Linked DNA regions of Triticum aestivum: region 1 is linked to region 2. Evidence: chromatin contacts called from public Hi-C data. All regions are on one chromosome and are shown on one strand. The core of a region is the stretch at or near the end of the contact, and the rest is flanking DNA. Distances in the headings are between cores, read along the strand shown. Region 1 holds the start of LOC123169418 (protein DETOXIFICATION 33). Region 2 has its middle 79 kb from the start of LOC123166499.

Region 1 (4,179 bases), core at 1,220-3,719, 140 kb after region 2:
AACCTTTTGCCTTTCCGTCTTCATACCACGGCGCAAGGATCTTGCGGTGTTTGCGTGCTGTAGACAAGAAAACACAAACGGGGCAAGAGGGACTGCCTGCCCACGGGACCAGTTTTGGTTATAGCTCGCCTAACACGCACAAGATTTAATTAATCAGATTTGGTTGGCCACCAAGAAACAGGCAGAGGCGCTAGAAGCTGTCCGGGATCCTGGGCGATGCACCACCACCACCACCCCACTGCCGTATCCTGGAGCTCGCCTCGCTTGCCTGCACATTCCAAGATACTGCAGTATCAGGACTTGTCTCGTTTTGCCCGAGGCTGAAACCCAACAGTCAAACCAGGATCGCTCACCTCCTTGTTCCAGTTGGTGCGCATCGTGATCGCGATCAGGATCACCGTCTGCAGGCCCACCCCGGTGAGCATGCCGCCCCACATGCCCTGTTACATCTCACTCATCCAAAGTCAAACGCACACCCACGGCCCGTTGAAAACAACTGTTTTAAGCTCGCCAGCCAAATGAACAAAGGCATGCACGAGCGCGTACCTGAATCCCGCGGCGCAGCGGGAAGGCGATCATGTACCCGACCGGGATGCCGACCCCGTAGTAGCACCCGAGGTTGATGTACGCCACCAGCCACTGCCACCCGGCGCCGACGGCCACGCCGGACAGCACGGGCTGGACGCTGTTGAGCAGCAGCGTGAAGGCGAAGACCACGCCCAGGCTGGCCACGGCGTGCACCACCTCGGGGCTCTCCGTGAAGGGCGCGCCGTAGACGTCGCGGAGGAGCAGCACGGCCACGAAGAAGCCCACCCCGATGGCCACGGACGACATGAGCACCACCGCGATCGCGAACCTCGCCGCCCGCGGCCGCCCCGCGCCCAGCTCGTTCGACACCCTCACGCTACAGATTATTTAGCACATTAATTTGACAGCGATCTTTACTGATACTGATTGATTGATTGAGATTACCTGATGGCTGCATTGAATCCGAAGAACACCATGATCTGCCACCCGAACAGATTGGTGCTGCACGCGGCAGCCAATGTGCCACATCCAGAAATCACAACATGTCAGTGCTGCTATACTACTATTAGTACTATTTACTCTTTACTAAAGCTAGCTACCGTTTTGCTCAGCTTGGCAAGTACTCACTCCGTAAACTAATATAAGAGCGTTTAGATCACTAGTATGTAGCAATTATAACAGCTAGCTAGCTCACCAGATGGAGACTGCGGCGACGGCGACCTGAGCGTTGGGAAGGTTGCCCACGATCACAATCAGGAACATGTAGAACCAGAACTCCAAGCTATCATTCCGTGGTCGCAAATTCCATAGGGAAAGAGCGGGAACATAGAGTTGATTAATCACAACAGTTCATGGCAGTTAGTTGGACCATAAGTAGGAAACAGTATGTATGAACCACCGAGATGTACGAAGTGTACGTACCAGATCATGATTGCTGAGCCGATGGAGAGGCGGGCGAAGCTGAAGAGCTGGGTGAAGGCGAGGGAGTCGAACTCAAAGCCGTTCCAGGCGCCGGGGCAGTAACCCATGACGATGTAGGCGAGCTGGCCGAGCACGACGAACCACCACGACGCGTTAAGCGCGACGGCGAGGCCAACGAGGCCCATCCGCATGGGCACCACGAGGAACCAGGTGAGCGCGACGTGGAACGCCAGCGCCGCCGCGGACACCGCCGCCATGGCCATCAGCTTGCTCTGCGCCTGCAGGAACTTCTGGATGGGGAAGTTGAGCGCGTAGGCGAAGAGCTGCGGGACCATGTAGAGCGAGAACCTCCCGGCCATGACGGCGATCTGGTCGTCCTGGTGGAAGAACCTGAGGATCGGGGTGGCGAAGAGGTAGAGCGGGAGCATGCAGACGGCCGTGGCGGTGAGCAGCAGCCAGGAGCGCTGCAGGTAGACGCCGAGCATGGGGAGCTTCTTGGCGCCGTAGGCCTGCCCGCACAGCGTCTCCAGCGCGCTCCCCATGCCGTACATGATCCCGAAGGCGAGGCCGGCGACGACGGAGTTCTCGGTGGAGACGGCGTCCAGCTCGAGCGTGGTGAGGTGGCCGGCGGCAACCTGCGTGATGGCGCCCAGCGAGTACTGCGCCAGCGACGTGAAGATGGCCGGCCCGGCCAGGCACCACAGCCGCCGGTTCTCCTGCGCCGCGCACCGTAGGAACGCCGACACGCTATGGATCTCCTCCAGGTCATCCTTGTCGCCGCTGCCCGCCCTCGCTAGCAGCGCCTCCGTCAGCGGCTCATCACCGCCGCCAGCACACGAAGCCATCGATCGATCTGTATCCCAAGACAGTCAACACTGGACTGGACCGGTCTGGAAAGGAAAATATATGGCCTGCCACTGCCAGTAGGGTGCGGTATCGGTACCACGAATGCAATGCGGCAGCTACCAGTCAACTGCCCGATCGAGCAGACGACACTTGGTGCTTCCGCTTCCTATGGTGACGGCACTATCCTTTGCGAGTTAACCGGCGCGCTCTCTGGGCTATATAGGCGAAAACCGAGGTGGCGAACAAGATGAGCCACGCCGTCTCGACAACGCAAATCTCATGTCCAGCTTATGTTATTTGATAGTACAATACTCCACAAAGCGCGTGTCCACTAATCAATCCAGTCCACTGCTATGCAAATACTGCTAGTAGTAGTAAGTCGGGGTAGTATAGATTAGGGCTACACTCACGGGGAGCTTACGGGGTTGATTAAGTGATTTAATTAAGGTTCGCAGGTCCCACAGTGAAAATCAGGAGGGGCAAATTAGAAGATGGCACGTAGGCCACTCCGTGAAGGTCGTTGAAGGAGCCCGTGAGTCCAGTATTATCCGTATAGATTACTAGTAGATCCCGTCGCTTTCGCTTTCGATCGGATCGCTCGCAGTCGCCATCCAGGTTTTATAGGAGACAAACGCTGGACGGCTTAGCGTACAGCGCGGCTTGCACGCATGTCGTCACTCTTATCTACTCCATGATTACTTGTTTACGAAACAACACCTGCTATTTGCTGCCACTGAAAATGTAAAACCATTAACCAAGGAAAAACACAAGAAGTAACACAGAAAATTGACGGACTGCCTACTGCGTAAAAAACACAGCAACAGCTAAGTTACATGATCTGAAGTTCTGAACTGGCTACTGAAGCATCAAGGATTCAAGGACCCTGTCTTGTGTCAGGACTTCACCCACGACCTCATAATGAAAGTACACGAACCGAACAACGCAATGTTTGTATAAATGCTTTTAACCCACGTCTGCCCATGTCTATGTGACTACTATGCGTTTACTCAGTTGATACGATTAAGATCTCGGTTGCTAAGAGGTTTTCAAGTGCTTTGTATATATAGTGGTGCCCCGCTGTCCATGTCTATGACCACTATGCGTTTACTCAAATGATACGATCAAGATATCTGTTGCTAGGCTTGTGCTTAGCTTACATTAGCTCATATCTCCTCTTTAGCTGTTTTGAGCTTCTCTTGTATAGCTGGAATCCCCAGCAGAGATAGTGTGTGCGCTACCTTTGTATGTTTTTCAGTTGTCAATTTATTTATAAAGGGGCGCAGAAGCTTTTTTCGGTATAGCGGTGTCGATCCATTGTCAAACTTACATGAAGTAACTTTTTTCAATTTAACTATACGCAAGTCGCCTGAGTATTAATTTTGGGTTAGTCAACTTATTGGACATTGATTTTTGCTTTGAGATTTGTACTGTTCTGTGAGCTGGCTTACGTTTTGTTTTTGACTGACCAAATATTTGGGTCAGTCAACTTTCTACTGGCCTGAAGCTCACGTATGCTGCCCAGCCCTCCTCTCTCCCCTTTCGTTTTTTCTTTAACAGAAACCTATTTTTATGTGTTTTTTTGTTATTCTTTATTAGTTGGATTTTATTATTTTCTTGGTAGGTATTTTTTGGTGTTGGGTGAGTGTAAATATATACATACAAATACTATACAATATGTGTAAATATTACACTATCATATGATTGTTGTTCGTATACTACAAAAGTGCAATTTTAGTGCAAAGTTGTGTGCAAGTTTTTTTCTTCACATTTTCATTATATTTATTTTTAAAGAGCAATAGCAATGCCACTAATTCGTTGTTCTTATAAAACTTTATTATTTTGATTTCGATTTAGTTATTATTTTATTTTCTTTCTTCATTAAGG
Region 2 (3,896 bases), core at 100-2,599:
ATCCCGTCGGCTCCCCGTTGCCGGTCATAAAGTGCGCCCGATTGCCCGCGGCAGGTGGTGTGCCATGTTTCCACCACGCCGGAACACCTTGGATGGGTGTTCTTCAAGTTCAAAAAAGACGGGGTGAATGCTTCTTTTGATACGGTTGTACTTCAGATTCAGCGTCGTTTGTAGCTCATTGATTGCTCAAATTTGTGTGTAGGATGGATGCAAGTTTTCGTACTGGGAAGAAGATTACATCGATCAATTGGTAGAGAGAAATTTGGCAATCCTCTCTAGAGTAGAGACTAAAGATGAGACTAGATACAACACAATATCAAATTCGTCGAAACCAAAGAAGAAAGAAGCGTGCAAGCTCGAGAAGCCAATAGAAAGAATCAACAATGAAGACAGAGAGAAAATATTAGTGGGAGCAGTTATGAAAATTGGATATCTATTAAAGTGTCTAATTGTGGTTTTTGTTTTCTTTGATCTTGTTCTCGTGGCGAGGAATTTATAAATTATGTGCTCCAATGTATCAAAATGTTATTCAAACAAAATGTATCAAAATGTCGTTCCATGAAAAGATGCAATGAAATTCGTTTCGATGGCGGAAAATGAAATGAAGATGAAATAATTTTTTTACTTCATTATATTTAGGGGATCGGGTAGGTCCGCCCAAACTTAGTGAAGTAAAAATACTCCATCAAGGGTTTACTTTGCCGGATCCTTCTTTATTTTTAGGGGATAAGTTAGAATTGCTCTTAGTACAATCCAATGTAATAATTACCAAAGATTTTTCACAAAGTTAGACTCAACGCAATAAATCCCGTTTAAAATTGTGTGTGAAGTAGATTTTGTATTTTTCTTTTATGGTTTCTAATTCTAGAAACCAAACAAGATCAAAAAAAATCATAAAAGGACAAAAACCTTAATTTATATGAAAATTCTTTGAACTAAGAGGCTCCTACTAGCTTTTTGTGTGTGGCCAGATAATAAAACTAGGGCCGGCCGCAAGGCAAAAATATCTCGTCCACCTTCAGCAAGGTCGGTCGGTTCGTCGTCTGACAGCATAAAATTTACGCAGACACATATCCTCGTCCAAGATCTTGTGTGGCCGACGAGACGAGTCAGCGGGAAAGACGGCGATGTCCAGCTGAAATAATACGTGCACACACAGACACAGATGCACACACAGGGACAGGGAGCATCCAGCTTTCCCAGCACCGTCCGCAACGCGACGCGCGCACCCCGATCCCTCGCTCCATCTGCCGCGCATTGCTGACGCCAGCACACCACTAAGCGCCTCCACGTGTCCCTATCCCGTTGGGCGTTGGCCACCTTGGCCCCCACCTCCCCACCAACAGTCGCCACCGCAGCCACGGGCCCAGCCGACATGGTGGGTCCCACCTTCCGGCGACCCGACGCACCGTACACCCCAAGTCGGTTTTTCCTCCCACGTGTGGGGCTATATATACGGCTCCCGGCTCTCCCACGGCGTCCTTTTCAAATCGATCCAACCATTTCTACAAGCAATCTGCTTCTCTCTTCGTCTTCAGCAGCACCAGCCTCGAGATCTAGAGAGGGAGAGAGCATGGAGGTGGAGAGGCCCGTGTCCATGATGCCGGGCCTGGCCGACGGGTTCTTCACGGAGGCCGACCTGGCGGCGGCGGACCAGCTGGTGCAGCTCAGCGTGAGCGGGGGAGCGGAGGCGACATCCCCGACGTCGTCCTCGCGGTCGGTGCAGTCGGTGAACAACACCGAGGCGGCGGCGAGGAAGGGCGGCTGCGATGACGGCGCGCCGTGGCTGGACAGGAGGGCGAGGAAGCGGTACCGGCGGGTGGCGGAGCTCTACCACGCCACGCGGCCGCTTAAGCGCACGGACGCCGGCGGCAAGCGGAGGAGGGAGGAGGTCACGGGGTATCGATAGGAGGGATCAGATCGATCGGCCCACTGGGCTAACTGCGCATTTGTGTAAATACGTCGTTTTGTAAGGTGTTTGCCTCTATTTACCTTTTCCCCTGTGCGAGTGGTCATGGTCGTGGAAAGCAGCAAGGCTAGCTTTGTACAGAGTTTTGAATAGTTTTGAATTTTGATGATGCAGCAGAACGCTTCCCAACTAGCAAGTTGTTTGTTCTTTGTGTTCTCTTATTCGTTGATCTCTATGGATGCTTTGCTTCGTTCTGGAATGTTCCGGAGCGTGCTGGCGTATCATAGTCATAGGTTAGTAAATGACGTCTTCATTTCGGCTGTGAACAAGCACGCGGCCGTACGCTTGGTTTGCAAGCAAAAGGAAAACTGCGCGCGTACTACTGAGGGCATCAGCAGTGTACAGTATATGACCAAATTTGACCTTATGATAGAATTCACATACGAAGCCATAATTAGATAACTAAATGCACCAACTCATAAGCTGGGTCCCTTGTGTAAGAACAACCAACTCATAGCTTTGTGATTGAAATTCAATTTTCATCGCTATATGTACCAGGTATTATCATTCTAGTGCTTGTCGACTATTCAATAGCTTATGTACAGTTTTTTAAATACACTGTGGATGCCCTAGAAAGGAGGACACACAACTCTCAGGCGGAGACACGCATAGGTGCAAGCATTTGGATTACTTGGCTACTCCCTCTGTCCAGAATTGCTTGTCATCAAAATGAATGAAAATGGATATATTTAAAACTAAAATACATCTAGATACATTCATTTGTATGACAAGTATTTTCGGACGGAGGGAGTACTAATTAATCTAGCCATGAGTAGTACTAGCTGCGGGCAAGGGCAAGGGAAATGGATTTGAACATGTGAAATGGCCGGCCCAAACAATAGAACTCGAACACAACGGCGGAAATGGTGTGGGTGTGATGTTGGCTTTGCTCCTCGGCTAAATGCCAATGTTACGAAAACAACGGACACCCTCCTCTTTCGACAAAGGGTAGCTTTTAGAGCAATGCTAGACGTACGGGAAGTTACCGGGAGTTTACTGGGCTGTGATTGGCAGAAATTTAATTAGGAGGGCGGGCCCATCAGTGAAAATCGGGAGGGGGCAATTAGATGAGGCCACGTTCTCTCCCTGTAAAGCTTTGTATTGGTAGCTTTCATTGGCTTAAAATGACGCATCAAGAGGATACAAAACACGATAAGCACACATCCGGCCTCTGCATAGTTGGATGCACACAGCCAACTCTAACACACACAAAAAACACGCCAACAAATTGCAAAGTCATATAAGACCAAAGCTGTGCATAGGCGAGAGAGAAAAAAACAACAAAGCGATCAGATCCGCGTTTGGCAAACTGCAACAATGACCATATTCGCACCAACCATCTCATGAAATCACAGGGATGACGATGTTCTTCAACAGCAACGCCTTCAAGAATGGAGCAGCGCTCAAGCGCCTCCGTCACCAGATTCTACCACACGGGGTCAGAATCTAGGTTTTCACCTTGAAAAACCAGTTCGAACATATCCGAGCAATGCCTTCAACAAGGTAACGACGCCATAACATCGCCATTGCTAGGTACCATACCTACGCTTTCACCCCGGAGCTCGAGACAGGGTGCTCGAGTAGCACCGCAATTGACGTCTTCTATGTGTTGTCACCATCACTTTTCCACAATCCATGTAGCTACGACGGCCGTCGCTGCACAACCATCCCTCTGCGCCAAGCCATTGTGTATAGTTTGCATCTCACCACGAAGTCAACCACCAGATCTGAAGGACGAAATCCTTGCAAAGATCCTCAATGGCCACCACAATCTGCCGCTCCAAAGGCCGCCGGTGCAACCACGGACAGGCCCAAAGGAATCAGGATCAAGACGTCAAAGACTCAGCACGTGCCCAGCCATGCATGCACCGCGCCACGGCCAGCTCCTCAAGCATCACCATGGGAGGCTGCGATGGACTCTCTGCCA

Evidence for each region. Hi-C and Micro-C count contacts between places; a contact is called where the count stands out from the background.
Region 1: a contact with region 2 is called in a Hi-C map of leaf, with 3 times the contacts expected there. The contact joins the promoter of LOC123169418 here to the enhancer-like site in region 2. A contact is called at or near these places in 2 of 5 Hi-C or Micro-C datasets (both in leaf).

Annotation. Positions count from the first base shown.
Region 1 is chr7D:265,488,283-265,492,461 of IWGSC CS RefSeq v2.1, forward strand. LOC123169418 (protein DETOXIFICATION 33) reads right to left here and starts at 2,470. Exons shown (of 6, transcript XM_044587294.1): 1 at 1,450-2,470; 2 at 1,223-1,309; 3 at 973-1,029; 4 at 547-904; 5 at 354-440; 6 at 1-268. The coding sequence starts at 2,294. The coding sequence ends at 191.
Region 2 is chr7D:265,353,597-265,357,492 of IWGSC CS RefSeq v2.1, forward strand. No RefSeq gene overlaps it. Among protein-coding and RNA genes, the nearest start is that of LOC123166499, 79 kb to the right of the region's middle. Within about 2 kb of position 1,350, at least 7 of the 8 cell types and tissues checked have an H3K27ac peak or open chromatin away from gene starts, as enhancers often do. A contact at or near this core is called in leaf, where this site is marked.